2 separate regions of the Gossypium hirsutum genome follow, and region 2 is linked to region 1. Evidence: chromatin contacts called from public Hi-C data. All regions are on one chromosome and are shown on one strand. The core of a region is the stretch at or near the end of the contact, and the rest is flanking DNA. Distances in the headings are between cores, read along the strand shown. Region 1 holds the start of LOC107886630 (paired amphipathic helix protein Sin3-like 4). Region 2 holds the start of LOC107909595 (disease resistance protein RPV1).

Region 1 (7,817 bases), core at 2,902-5,401:
CTGATATAATTAGTATATATATATTTTTAAAATTATAAAAAACGTAAAATCAGGTACAAGTTACAAAATATTGGGAATAGTAATTGGGCCTGGAGGCCATTAAACTCGCCTTTCGTGGTCCTTAAGAAAAATAATGTCAAAGTAAATTGGACTTGGTTGGAATTCTAAATCTCCTATATTCGTATAGGCTTACCTTCGGCAGTTCAATTCTTCGACCACCTCCTATGAATGCTTGTCTATGCATATTGAGAAGGAGACAGTGACGTCACTTTGTTTGCCAATTCCCTCTTACTTGGTATATTTATTGCCAAGGTTGAGAAGGAACAAAATTATTATTAGACATTCGTTTTATACGAGTTCTAATATTGTATAAAAAAAATTGTTTATTATTTAATTATTTAACTATTATATTTTATTTATTTTATAATATAATTGCCACTAATATATATGTTTTTTTAATTATTTAATATCTAAAAATAAAAAATATATTTAATTGTAATTTGTTTGGTTTTTTTTCTTTTACCGTTCAAAAAACATATTTTATTTTAATCTGGTTATATGATTATAAGTATGTTCCCAAATATAATTGTCCAATATTTATGATACATTGATTTAATGTTCGTTAACTTGAAAGAAAAAAAGAAGAGTTTTTAATGAATAAAAAAATTAAAAATAAACAAATCAACACACAAAAACCCTCTCATTTAAGCTTTTTCATTCATTAATAGTTATCTCAACGAGGGTTTTGGTGCCTAATTTTATACCAAACTGAAGCCACAGAGTAGCGGACTAGCAGCGTACCCAAGGAAAGCCCATGTTGCTGATTACTTGATATTGCAGGGTGCAGCTTTATCAACTGAAAAGCCAACTGCATTGGTTGCAATAGTTTCCTCCATCTATATGTTTTAGGTCTTTGACTCAAGGCAATACATAATCATCGTGATTTAATGAACAAAATTAAGCAAACTTGATTATGCTGTTAATAAATTTAAATTTTAATCTCTATATTTTTTATTTTTAGGAATTTAACACGTATTTTTAAGAATTTAATCTTTTTATTTTTTAGATTTCAAAATTTAAGTTAAGTTGTTCAAATTTTTAAATTTGTTGGTATGATGTTTTGAAATAAAAAAATAACGTAACTAAAAAAAATGATGCTGTAATGAATTTAAAATTAAAAAATTAATTATCAGTATTAACAGTTGGACATGAATTTTTAAATCTGAAAAAATAGATAAACTAATTTCCTAAAAATAAAACTCGTGAAAAGTACATAAACTTAATTTTAAAAGCAAAGTTATAAAACCGCCATGAATCTCATTTATTTACTATTTTTAAATATCAATTAAGGACAAATAAATGTTTCTTAATTTCACTAGTGATATTACAAAAAGAAAAAAATTCTACCTTTAATATATCTAATAATCATCCTTATTATATATACTAATATGGTTCTCAATTAGACTTGATCATGGGTTGAGTTATGTATCTTACACCCAAAGGCCCATCCAAAAAATGAGAGAATTTGAGTAAAAAATATAGACTCAAAAAATGAGATTTGACAAAAAAAAAAAGGCTCATTTTCTCAAATGGTCAAGTCTTGAGTAAGATTTTTTTGTTTGGGCCTGAGTCAGCCCAAATATGCCATTTTTTCTTTTGCTGTTGTTTTTCTATCATTTTGCTTGCTAAGTTTTAATTATCTTTATATTATTTAAGTATAAAGATTTTTTAATGTATTTTTAATTTGTTGCGAAAATTTTATTTTAATGTTTTTAGTGTATTTAATGTATTATATTTTTTAAAAATTATTTTTATATAAAAATAATATAAAAAATTTAATGCGGGTAGGGTCAAGCTCGGGTTTAGCATCTTTTTATTTGGAACGGGTATGGGCAAAAATTTTAGGACCATTTTTTGGGTTGGACCGGAGCCTAAAAAATATGCCTATATTTTGGCATCACCCCGATTCAAACTCGACTTGACCCATGATCAGGTCTGTTTTTAACCTACGTTTCGCATTAAGTTGGTTATTTGTTCGTGTCAATTTATAAAGTAAAAATTTGAAAGTTAAAACATGCTCCAAGTCCCTAACACCTCCTACATTTGAAATTTAGTCCTTATTTTTATTTTTAGAATATAGTCTTTTAGTTTTTGGATTTAAAAATAGATATCCCAACAAATTGAAAATACATTAAAAAAAAGTCTTTATACTTAAATAACACTAAGATAGTTGCAACTTAGCAAACAAATATCTCTAAAATAGTAGCAAAATTTACAATAAAATAAGAGTTATACAATATCTAAACAATAACAACAAAATAGTAGCAATATAATAGCGGAATGACAACAAAATAGCAACAAACAACAACATAAAAGAAAGTTTAGGTTGATTGGATCAGGCCAAGGAAAATCCTACTCGAGGCTCAAACCGTTTAGAAAAATAGGCATTATTTTTTTATCCAATCTCATTTTTTGGGCCTATATTTTTGCTCAAGCTTCTCAATTTTCAAGTAGATCATCAGGCCAAGCGGGTGGCTCGACTCATGATTAGGTCTATCACTACTGTTAAAATTCTTCTATTAAAATTTTAAAATAAAAAAAAATGTTCACTTGATAGTCACGTAACAATAAAAATAATGTTGAAAATATTGATTAGAATTTTTTTTAAAAACACACATTCGAACTCGTTATGGTAAAAATCAAAATTTTTGTTAGAATAATGTTAAGAAAAAATAGCATTAGCATTTTGATTGAAATAGTTAATAATATTAATTATTTAGAGTAACTAATAATATTATAAAAATAAAGGGATTAAATTATGTAAAAAAATAAAATATATAGATTAAATATTAAGTTTCAGCATAATCTAGAGGTTAAAATTAAAAATTGACTATTGTCTTATAAATGGGTAACCGCATAATAGTCTCTATGATTTTTAGAATATTCCAATTATATATAATCGTGTAATATTTTAATCGAAATAAAAATATTCTAAAAACATAACTTGAAAAAAGAAAAAAAAGAAAGAGAATTGCCACTTGTATAACCTTCCTTCCTTTTATATATATACGTAATACGTATTATATATTGAATAATAAAAATGAGAGTTGTTATTATGATGGTTAATTAATAAAAAAAAGAAAAATAAACTAATATAAGGAGATCTCCTGTACAAAGAGCCGAACCGACAAGGCCAGCTTAACTTGGGTCAGCAATTGCGGTTGAACCTTGGGTAATCCATGGGCTTAGCCCTCACTTCATGTATTTGTTCACTGACCCAGGCTTTCACCAGCCCATTACTTTTCACTTCTAAATTTCCCTTTACACCTTATCCTTTTGCAAGTAGTATTAACACAAACCATCAAATAACTCAAAAGAAATCCTTTCTCCAATCCATGCAAGAAATTTTTTTTAATGTTTTCTTTTACTTTCTCAATGTAAGAAAAACTTTTAATGTTTTGTCTAATCCATTTAACTCTTATCCCTTATTTTTTCGAAGCATGATTGTTAACATGATCCAAAAATAGAGAAGTAAACCCAGAAAAACATTAACATTGTCATTTTTCACATTCAAAGTCTCCTTCTTCCTATATTTGAAGTTGCAATTTTTTATTTTTACAACATATCCTTTGCTCCCTTCCCAATCCCTAACCCTAATTTCAATTTCATTCAATTTACCCTTTTACCCTTATTTCCCCTTTACAATCTTTTAACCCTATTATTGAAGCTGCCCCCCTGCTTTCTCGATGCTTAAGATTTCATAACTTGAGACCCTGTTTTTTTCCAGTTGTAAAATATATAATTATAACTTAAAAAAACTATGATTAAAACAACCGAAATTATTAAATTATTAAAATTTCAGCGAAGGAATTAAAAATATATATATTTTCATATTTGTGATTAATTAACGTAATAGAATATGTTAATACACATATTTTTTTAAAAAACATTACCAACAATTTATGATTTTTTTTTTTTAAAATTGCCTCTTAGAAATCCCTAACCATACCCTAATTTTCCTTTTATTGATGAAAATAGAATTACCCTTCCAGCACTAACCGACGACAACCGGTAAACCAAAACGAAAGCAACCGGCTAGCGGGCGTGTAATAGCTATCCTCCCCATACCTCCTTTTCTCCTCTTCATATTAGGAATGAGAGAGCAATTGATATCCATCGCGCACTTCCCATTATATAAATAAATCACAAATCTTAAACTCTTTTCCTCTCTTCAAAAATTTTACATCAACAACAAACAACACTGTTTCTCCAAAGCCAAAAATATTAAATAAAAAGAAAATAAATTTTAATTCTCGTAAAATCCCCTCTCTTCAACGTCTTTGCTACAATCACGAGAATCCTTCGATCTGAAATATTCAACTCCTTTTTGTTGTTGTTGTTGTTCTTTGCAGAGTTTGCTTAAGAACACTGAAATTTTTTTTTGTTTGTTTTAATCTTTATAATTTGGCCATTTTTCCCCCTTTTTGTGTGAGAAAACTGAAGTAATATTTTGGTTTTCTGTTTCATTTAGCGTGCCTTTATCTGCAAGTAATGTAAATTTACTTGTAAAATTCTTCTTGGTGATGATCTGTTGGGGAGGTAAGGAGATAAAAGAAAAAAAAAGAATTTTCTTCGTTTGGTGATTTTCTGTTTGGTTTTGAGATCTGCTTTGTGCTTAATTTTTGGTTTAAATAACTGTGTTTTTTTTCATCTTCTTGTTGTTGATTGTAGGAATTTCTGTTTGGAGATAAATCAAAGCTCAAAGCATGATTTGTTGGTGAAAATAAAGAAAAAGGTTGGAAAAAACTTCTATCTTGATTGGAAAAAGGAAAAGAGATGAAGCGGTCTAGAGATGAGGTCTACATCGGCGGCTCCCAACTTAAAAGACCAGTGGTTTCTTCTCGAGGAGAAGGGTAAAATAAAATTTTATCTTCTTTGTATATTGAGTATTTTTTGGTCCAATTTCGTGTTTTCGTTATGAAAGCTACAATGAGATTAAGTTTGAAATCGTTACAGGTCAATTACTGTCGTTTTTCTTTCGCTTGTTTAGTTTAGCAGATTTGATTAGTGTTTTTGCTTGTTTAATCTTAGTTTAAGTAAGTTTGGCCTCTTTTATAATTGTGAATTATCTTTGACCTTTGACGAAAAGATATGTTTTTTCCCTAAAGTTCTGGTTGGAAATATTTCATTTTCTCTAAAGATGTTTGTAGATAGCAAAAAATAGTAATATTCTTTCTTTTCCAGATGGGCAAGTTTCCAATTTTTCATCTGTGAAGAGCCTGTGTAGTATTAAGATATGGTTTTATTTGTGCGTAGAAAGGTTAAATGACCCTAGCTGTTTATATACTTTTTAAGGTGATAATGATATATATACACATGTATATGGATATATATTTAAATTCCACATGGAAGAATATGTGATGATTTACTGGAGATCTTTGATCTTATGTTGTATTTTGTTTTTCTATGATGAAGCTCTGGGCAACAGCAGATGGTAGGAGGGACAGGAGCTACCCAGAAACTTACGACAAATGATGCATTGGCATATCTCAAGGCAGTTAAAGATATATTTCAAGAAAAGAGGGAGAAATATGACGACTTCCTTGAAGTAATGAAAGACTTCAAGGCTCAAAGGTTTGATCATTATCGGCTTTTTTCTGAAGTTTTGCTCTTTATCCCCTCATAATGTTTGTACGAAGCAATTTGTGACTTGCTGTAATGGTGGGCTGAATGTAGAATTGATACTGCGGGTGTCATAGCCAGGGTAAAGGAGTTATTTAAAGGGTATCGAGACCTAATTTTGGGTTTCAATACCTTTTTGCCCAAAGGATATGAGATCACCCTCCCATTGGAGGATGAACAACCTCCCCAAAAGAAGCCTGTGGAGTTTGAAGAAGCTATTAATTTTGTAAACAAAATTAAGGTAGAATTTGTGCATTGCTGAATTTTATGAGATAGCTGCATAATATCTGATCTCATTCTTGGATTTTTGCAGACAAGGTTTCAGGGTGATGACCATGTCTACAAATCATTTTTAGACATTTTGAACATGTATAGAAAAGAAAATAAGTCTATCACTGAGGTCTACCAGGAGGTATGTTAGGTTATATTTCCCTTCCTTTCTCTGACTTCCCTATTTGAATGGGAATTGTGTGCTGCCTAGGTTGTTGGATTTTGTTGATCAGAAACTATATTTCATTATAGGTTGCTGCTCTTTTCCGAGACCATCCAGATCTGCTTTTGGAGTTCACTCATTTTCTGCCTGATACCTCAGCGACAGCCTCTAATCATTATGCTTCTACTGGTAGAAACTCTATACCCCGAGAGAGGAGCTCTGCTATGCCTGGAATGTGTGCAGTGCCTGCTGACAAGGTTTGTTTTAGCCTAATCCTTAAGTCACTCCTGATTACTTATCAGCAATCAAGCTAACATTTGATTTATGAGAATATCTGGCAGAAAGATAGGAGTACAGCTCTGCTTGGTGACTGTGACCTTAGCATGGAACGTGCTGATCCTGATCATGATAGAGTTATGACGAAAGCTGAAAAAGAGCAAAGAAGGCGTGGTGAAAAAGAAAGGGACAAGACAGAAGACAGAGATATAAGAGATCGAGAACATGATGATCGAGATTTTGAAATTGATGGCAACAGAGACTTCAACATGCGGTTTCCACATAAACGGAATGGAAAACCTGCTCGTAGAAGTGAAGAATCAGGTGTGGAACAATTGCAGCAAGTTTGGGGGGATGGTTCTGCATATGATGATAAAAATGCAATGAAAAGTGAGTTTTCTGCTTCTCAGTTGAACAGTATAGGAAAAGCTATGGCTGACAATAAAAAAACATAAATAGGTGCTTATCTTTCTGTAAGACATTTCTATAGTATATAATATAATTTTAACCTCATATTAATATAATATTTTTCTTCTGGGGTCTGCTATCATGCCATTGACGAATTTAATCTTCATTAAATTCCTTAGTATCTGCTTACTTTTCGTGGAAGTACTATAAGGGATATTTCTTTTGTGTGAATGGCTATGCTTTTCCTGATTGGATGTAATCATTTTATGGCAACTTCCATCTGCATGTTTTTCTTGTTGATAATCTGGCATTGTAAAATTTTGAAATGTTAATAATTGCCTTTTGATTTTCCTTGACATGTTTTTTCTTTGACTGACTGGATCCCATATCAGGTGTTTACAATCAGGAGTTTGCTTTCTGTGATAAAGTGAAGGAGAAGTTACGAAATCCTGATCATTATCAGGAATTTTTGAGGTGCCTTCGTCTCTATAGCAATGAAGTAATCTCACGCACAGAATTGCAATCTTTGGTATGGTTAACAGACATCATTTGTTTGTAATTTACTAATTTCTTCATCAGCTCACATGAGGAATTCTTGTTGTTTATCTTAATTGTTTTAGTTTGTTTTACATATTTTAGTTGGAACACTAGAAGTTTTATTATGTTTTTCAACTGAAAAAGCTCAAGGCATTCCTGCACTTTTTTGAATTGACCCATGCATTTTGCAGAGATTCAACACCAGAACATTTTGTGCCCCCCAAAATGATAATTTGTGTCACCAATTTTTAATATAATTCATGTAAATAATATATGTGCATATATACATATGAAAACTGCTTGGTTAGGGACATGACTGAAATAAAATTAGTAACTTAGTGCCTTGTGGTAATTCTTTCTTGTTAGGTGAATGATTTGCTTGGAAGATACCCAGATGTGATGGATGGTTTTAATAAGTTTTTGATGCAGTGCGAGAAGAATGGTACGTATCTGCAAAAAATTTTTAAGTTGGTTTTATATA
Region 2 (7,817 bases), core at 2,651-5,150, 190 kb before region 1:
TTAGCTGATTGACTTTTAACTTGCTTAGTAAGTTAGTATGATTCCTATTGAACGAGAATTTGAGTGTGCATAAACATATAAGAATGAGAAGTTTAGAAAAAATATATTAAATCAATGTTAATGATAATTATTTGTTATATTTTTTCTCTAATTATGTTTTTAATTATATTATTTATAAATATATTTTATTTATTATAAATTTAGAGAATAATTAGAGAAAAATGAGCTTAAAGTATAATTTTGACAAGTTTTTGCGATTTGGACTTTTAATACAACGTAGTTTCAGTATTTTAGTCATAACTTGAGTTATAGACTTCCGTTTTGGATCCATAATAATTCGAAGAGCCTAAAAATCAAGAAGGTGCAAAAAACGATCTGAAAGTTTGATGTGAAAATTATCAAGAAAATCTATAAAAAATTTGATTTATGTAATCAATGGCACTTTTGTTTGGGAGACGGAAACATAACAACCCTTAATTTTATTTTGATTTTGTGTTTTATTGTCTTCATGGGTTGCTAAACTTTTCCTTTTTAGTCAAAGAATTATTTGAAGTTTGATTCTATAAAGTTTGTGAGTTCGAGTTATTCTTAATCTTTTCTTTATTCTTTGGTATTTGCATGTCTTCAAATTTAATTACAATTGTTCAAGTTTGTTAAATATTTTACCAGTATTTGATAGCTTAAAATGATTGCCTTATCAATTAGGTATTTAATCAATTGATTGATTTCTAATATTTGACACGAACTACATCTTTGTTTGTGTAATGTGAGCATGCAATCTAACTTAAATGAACCTTGATTGTATGTTTGTTGGTCAGAATTAGATCTTTTTTGTCCTCAATGCTATTGATAGATTAAATCCTAAACGATTGTTATTGGATTATTTGTCAATAAGGAAAATAATTAATGACGATTGTCTTGATTATCAAGAAGGTAAATAGAGATTAAGTTGCTAGACAATCGCCAGCAACTATAACAAATTTATTGAAAAGCATTGAAATCATTTTTATATCAATGATCAAACCCTTGAATGGAATAGAAATTATCTTATATTTTATTTTACTATTTCTTTTTACTTTGTTTTAATTTTAGTTTTTAATTTCAAATATCTTTATTTAGTTTTTATTTTACTTGTTTATTAAATAAATAAAATTATTACTGATTTTCGTAAATTCAACCTTACTCACAATTAACTATAAAGTTTCATTTATTTAAGTAAATTTTATTTTTGTAGGTCTCAACAACCTATCAGCTAACAATTTAAGTTTTTGTTACCCTTTTCATATAATATTTATACTGTCATCATCTCAATTAATAAATTTATAAAAAAAAAACCCATCAAAACACTTATCCTCTTGAATTTAGTGTAAAGAATACCCACCTATCCCTTTTTTAAGTTTAAAATAAAAAAAATGATTATATTCTTTTTATTATTTAGTTTTGTTCTATTTTTTCTGTCTATTTTTAATTATAAAATAATGAAAAATTAATGGCATTAAGATATATTTTATTTTAAAATTAAATATTTTAAATTTATATTTAAATCAGTTATATATTAATTTATTAAAATTTCATGTAAAATTACTTTATTTAGAAAATTTTAATGGAAAAGAAATTAACTAAAATATAAAAGTAAAAAAAAAAATTCAATGTTAACATATAATTAAATTAAATTCAAGTTTTAAATATTTAACATACATCTGCATAAAATAATTTAAAAAGAAATAGAAAGTAAAAACAAAACAAAAGTAAAATATAATTATCATTGATATTAACTTTTAAAACTATTAAGTAGACCTATTCGAGAGTTAAGCTATCTACCTAAGTTTGAAAGTGCACTCGAAATTTGAAAAGAATTGGGACAAAAATATTAAACCTGAAAATGCGTTTGAGCAAAAAAAAAATGTTTAAAATATAGGTCGAACTCAAGCTCTAATATTTAAAGCCAGAGTCTGACTCAACTCGACCCACCATTTTCAAGTTTATGTTAATGATATGTTATTTATTTTAGTTTAGTTTATGTATTAAATAAAATTTCCTTTTGATTTTCCAAGAGATCTACTGAAGCCAGTCCAATTACAAATCATTCATTTTCTGTAAGCTTATTAAAGGGATAAACATTGGTCATAAGTATATTAAGTAATTTATATATCATATAAAAATTAAATATATTATACTATAATGTAAATGTTAAAAAATTTTAAACTGTATATGTTTAGATTTAATAAAAGGAAATAAATATTGATAGTAAAAGATGACAAATATATATAATTACTAAATATTAAATAAAAATAATTATATTTTATTTAATAAAAAAATATAGATAAGCTTAAATGGATTTAGATAGTCATTTATAAATATAAAAGGTTTTGAACAAAATTTAATGTTCATAATTCGAGACCAAAACCCAATGTTATAGGTTCAAATCCTACAGAGTGTGATTCCGCTCTTGTTAGGTCGAAAATTACACCAAACTAAATAAATAAATAAATAGCAATTCGAATTTGACCTCTTTGGATAAAATTAAAATTAAAGAATTAAAGGGGTGAGTCAAAAAAGGTAAATTAATGAGTCAAAGATTCAACTAATCACCGGTTACGAATAATCCAACCAAAGTAATAGAAATTAGACCTAAGAAAATTTCAAATAGAAAAATTTGGATCTTTTTTAGGGTTAGAGTTAAGCAAGTATACATGATATTAATAGTTAATACCATGCATAGGTCGTTCCTGAATCCAACCAAACACCTTATACTAAATAAATTCATTTTATAATCCTGCAATAAAATAAACAAAATTTTCTAATTTTTGAAAATTATATGCTAAAATTTGCGATTAATTTAAAATCTAAATAACACACACTATCAATTTGTGTATATGAAAGCTAGTTAAGCGAATTAATTTGAAATATAGATTGTTAACTAAATAAAAACCTAAAACAATCATTAACACTAAATTTAAATTCATCTTTGTCTGACCAAATTCAATAAAATTATTTAAAACCTAAGTTATTTATTTTTAAAAAAAATATTATAATTCTTTCCTCACTCGCATGGTAGTGTGATTTTTAATTTCTTAAATTTATATCAAAAGCCCTAATGTAATCTACTTAAATATTTAATTAAAATAATTGCAGAAACACGAGAGATTTGAGGTGATTAGTAGATAAAAGGGGAAAACCTTACCTTTTAACGAAACCAGCTAGGGAGCCAACTTTGGCCATGGCTTCCCTCCATCTGTTGGCCTGTTTTTCTCCGAATCTGTTTTCGTGGCTAAAGAAGGCTTCCTTAAAAGGTCCCATCTGTTTTCGAACATGAGAGGGGTCAACCCCATAGAACACAGGCAGAACCAGTCTACGGCACCGGCTATGGAACTCGCAGATCCTGGCCAATTCTTCAAGGCACCAATGGGAGGAAGCGTAATTTTCAGAGAGAATGACAACGAATGCAGCCGAGTCTTCGATGGCTTCCACCAAACTCGGTGCGATCTCGTCTCCACGTCTCAAAGCGTCATCATCTCGAAAGACTCGCAAGCCTTCTCTCACAAGCGAGCAGTACAGGGTGTTGGTGATGCCGTGACGAGTATCTTCGCCTCTGAAACTGAGGAACACGTCCCATCGGAGCCTGAAAGACGTCGGAGTTGTGGTTGAAACTACACCGGCGCTCTCCATTTTATTTCTTCTCTCTCTCCTCTTTAGCTTTTCGATCCCACTTATTAGCATAAATTACCTAAAAATATTACATTTGAAGCAGCCATGAGAAGAAAAGTATTACATTCGCTCCCTGTACTGGTGACACTGACACTCGGAATACGAGGCTAAGTGAGGAACACGTTTCAGTGTCACCTAAAAATATTTTGGGTAATATCTAGTTTGATCACTCAAATTAAAAGATTTGTATTTTAGTCACTGCCTTAGAAAATTTTTTATTTTAGTGACCAACCGTTAACCCCATAATGGAAGTCTGACTTGGCACACCAAATCCACTATAATATACTTCTTTGACCAAGACAAACTTTTCCACCAATCAAAATTTCCTTTCACTTTTTTCATGGTCATATTTCATCGTTCTTCCCTAACCAGAGTCGTGGGACGTGGGGAAACAACCTCTGAAACACGCTGATTTTGATTATAGTGCACACCCTTTACGCCTCAGTGGCCAACCCCATACCTTTCATCTCTCCATAAAACCTCGTTTCAGCCCTTCCCACAACCATTCATTTCGATCTCTGTTTCCATTGTATATCTCTTTTAATTTCATCATTATACTTTTAAAATTGTTTATTCGTTGCTTTTTCTTGTCAAATCATATAACATTCTCTACTACCCACATCCTGTTATAGTTCCCATTAATGCATCTGCCATTGTCAATTTCGTTTAAAACCTGTTGTTTTTAACTTTAGGTGTTAGTAATTTTTTGAGAATAAATTTATAATATTTCTGGATTACCAAAATGTCAATCATTAGATTTGAATCCACTCAAAAACTACAACGCTACAAGCAGTTTTGTAATTGGTTATGCATTTTGTTCAAGCTTACGTGCTGTTATAAACGAAGTTGCAATTACCAAATTCAATTACCCAGGTTTATTGACTGCATTACATTACTTAACTTTTGCTTTAGGGTGGGTTTTGGGCAAGTTTGGAATTTTACGTCATGAACCATGCCAATGTGGAGACTTTCATAGTGTTTAGATCTTTGACACCCCCTTTGGTTGCCTTGGCTTATACAACCTTTAGGAGGCAGCCTTGTCCTTCAAAGCTCACAGTTGTCTCTTTTGATCATTTTGGGTGGTACTATTGAGTATGTAGCTAGTGATTCCGCTTTTACTTTGATTGCATATTATGGGCGTTTGCGTATTTGGCTACCATCGCTACTGAAACGGTTTACATTAAGCATATGGTGATGAACCTTGGGAGCACTTGGGGTTTTGTGTTGTACAATAACTTGTTCTTAATGATGGCATCTATATTTTGGGTTTTGACCGGAGAATACAATGAGGTTGTTTTCCCATGAAAGTTCTTATAACATGTTAAATTTGTATTGTTTTTTGTGTTTAAATTAGTTAATTCTTAATTGATCCTGTCAAATTTAAATTAGTAATTTTATGTTTTAATCTTAACAGGAATATTATGAGTAAAAAAAATGAGAAAAAAATCAATTTGCAACACAATGAATAAAGTGAGACCAAATAAAAAAATTTGAAAATACCTAAAGACTCATTATTTCTTTTGATTTTGTGAAAGCTAAAATTAGAAAATCTAATTTTATTTTTATTAAATTTTAATTATGTGTACTGGTTAGTCAAGTCAAATTTATATGTACATTAATAGGACATTTGTGGTAGTTGAAAGGACATTTGATTTCACTTTAATTAAATAAGAATTATTCTTTTCCTTCCAAATTCAACTTACTTTCGTTTCCATTTCCTTGTTTTTGCAAAATTTGTTTAATTGCTTTCCAAGTCCCTTCCCTTCTCAACTTCTACTATTTTCATTCAAATTCACTCCATAGCCAACCAAAGCATAATTAAATCCATGCTTCACTAAATTCTAATTTAGCTTTAGGTTGACATTCTTTTCGATCGGAAATCATAAGATACGTATCCGTACTAAAAATCCTTTCAATCGATATTCATTATTTTCCTAAGTATCGAGATTGACAAATTCATCTCCTAAAATTAACTCGATTTTAAATCAAAAAGCACGTTGGGTTGGAGTCATGTTTGCGGACAGTTGGAGAAATGAGTCGGCAGTGCTGTATTTGGATCTCTGAGAACAAATCAATGAAGAAGTGATTGGGTTTAAACAACTCGCGCGGTTGAGGCTGTTAATTCGAGTTGGGTTCTTCAGAACGCAAGGCTGCTGGAATCTTGAATCGGAAACGCGTGTATCTTGGTTAAATAATCGGTAATGATTGATTTGCAGGTCGTACCGGGATCAACTATGAGATAAAGAATTGACGGTTATAATGTTCTTAATTGCTATAATCAGTTTATTGTTTGGAGGAGAAAATTAATTTTCGAGGATCGATTCAAAATCCAGAATCCACCGAATCTAAGGCTAAAGCTTATTATCTATGTTTACAAAATCTGAATTTAATTCCCAATTTAATTTTATTTCCAATTTATTTAATTGTTTATTTATGTTATTTCAATTATTTAATTTCTAAACGTTTCAAAACTCGCTTGATTTATTTATTTATTTTTCAGCAAGTTCGTTTGGAGTCGTGGGCACGACTATTGCCACGGTTATCGACATGACAGAAATTCTGATCACAAGTTAAATGCGAAAGTTGATTATAATACCAATCCCTGTGGACTCCTACTACCACTCTTCACTACTATTTAGAGTTATTTTAATTGTAGGAATTATTTTTGGTGGTTTCTACGTCCATCAAGTTCAAAGCAAGAACAATGACCAAAAATGAAAATGAAGCCTCCACCAGCACAACCTCAAGGAGATAATTCAAATAATGATGAGATGTATATAAGACAACAGATGGTAGTTCTAGAGTAGGGAAAGGCGTCTCTAGTTATCAGAAATTGGTGTGTGGTGATATGGCCGAGTCGGGTGTTGGAAGCAAGGGCATGAGAAGGGAACAAAGTTGGGTTAGGGAAGGAGGAGGAGAAAGAAATATGACCAAAAAAGAAAAAGAAGCATGAAGGAGAATTTTGATTGGTGGAAAAGTTTGTCGAAAAATTTTAATGGGTAGTGATTAAATTATAAATTTTTTTTTAAATTTAAGTGATAAAAATAAAAACGTCCAAAGAATTGGATCACCAACTAGATAATTTATCCAAATATTTTTTATTTCGTTATCAATTAATATATTTTTTAAAAACGATATCTTCCAAGAAATTTTGCAATTGTCTTCCCATATCTCTCACTTTTCTCCATCCATAAAAATGGCATGTTTGGTGCTATAAATTTTATAAAATAAATAAATTAGTATATGATAATATTATAATTTAATCCTAAAATTGAAACAATCTTCATTGACTTGCTTCTAACCATTGAAATAAATGTGTCCCAATAAATAGAGAATATTAAAAAAAAAACTTAAGAACACTAAAATAGATGCAACTTAGCAAGAAAATACTTTTAAAATAGTAGTAAAATTAATAATAAAATAAGAGTTATACAATATCTAAAAAATAACAATAAAATAGTAGTAATATAATAGCAAAATAATATGTTTTTTTACTCTGATAATACAAGAAATAATTAAATACCAAAATGGTATCCTCATGGCATTATTTATAAAAATAGTATGAAATGAACAATGCCGAGGGTGGTGCCTAAAGGGGTGGCGACACCACCCATTTTTTTTGCCTAATCATTTCCATCATTAGCCCATAATTTGTTTCAAAAGAATATTTAAATGGTGAAGGGTCATATATGGCGACACCAGTAGCAAGCACCTACACTGGGCAAAATATGAGTTTCTACGGGTAAAAACAGATGGATGGGCACCCACTGACGGCACCATTCTTGGAGGGCACATCTCAAGTGGCATCAGTAGGAGGGCCACTGTCAGGCGACACCAGTTGGAGAAAGGAGGCTATTAGGCGGCACCAGTAGAAGACATTGCCAGGCGGCACCAAGCCCCTATATATTTGAGTTGAACAGTTGTAGCAATTTGTATGTTTTATTATAGTGTTGTAGTAATTTTTGTGTTTTGTTAAAGGCTTGTAGCAATTTTGTTGAATTGTTGTAGTATTTTTTGTGTTTTGTTGAATGGTTGTAGCAGTAACAGATAAGAAGAAAGGAAATAATTTGTTTTTTGTAGAATATGAGAAAACAAAGAAAAAAAGTCAA

Evidence for each region. Hi-C and Micro-C count contacts between places; a contact is called where the count stands out from the background.
Region 2: a contact with region 1 is called in a Hi-C map of leaf, with 2.7 times the contacts expected there. The contact joins the promoter of LOC107909595 here to the promoter of LOC107886630 in region 1. A contact is called at or near these places in 5 of 34 Hi-C or Micro-C datasets (callus and leaf).

The regions. Positions count from the first base shown.
Region 1 is chrA03:101,492,492-101,500,308 of Gossypium_hirsutum_v2.1, reverse strand. It overlaps LOC107886630 (paired amphipathic helix protein Sin3-like 4), which reads left to right and starts at 4,151. Exons shown (of 24, transcript XM_041100055.1): 1 at 4,151-4,599; 2 at 4,732-4,913; 3 at 5,476-5,634; 4 at 5,737-5,923; 5 at 5,996-6,094; 6 at 6,205-6,372; 7 at 6,457-6,781; 8 at 7,192-7,328; 9 at 7,703-7,778. The coding sequence starts at 4,837.
Region 2 is chrA03:101,686,775-101,694,591 of Gossypium_hirsutum_v2.1, reverse strand. It overlaps LOC107909595 (disease resistance protein RPV1), which reads right to left and starts at 3,900. Exons shown (of 5, transcript XM_016837187.2): 1 at 3,185-3,900. The coding sequence starts at 3,720. It also overlaps the pseudogene LOC121218351.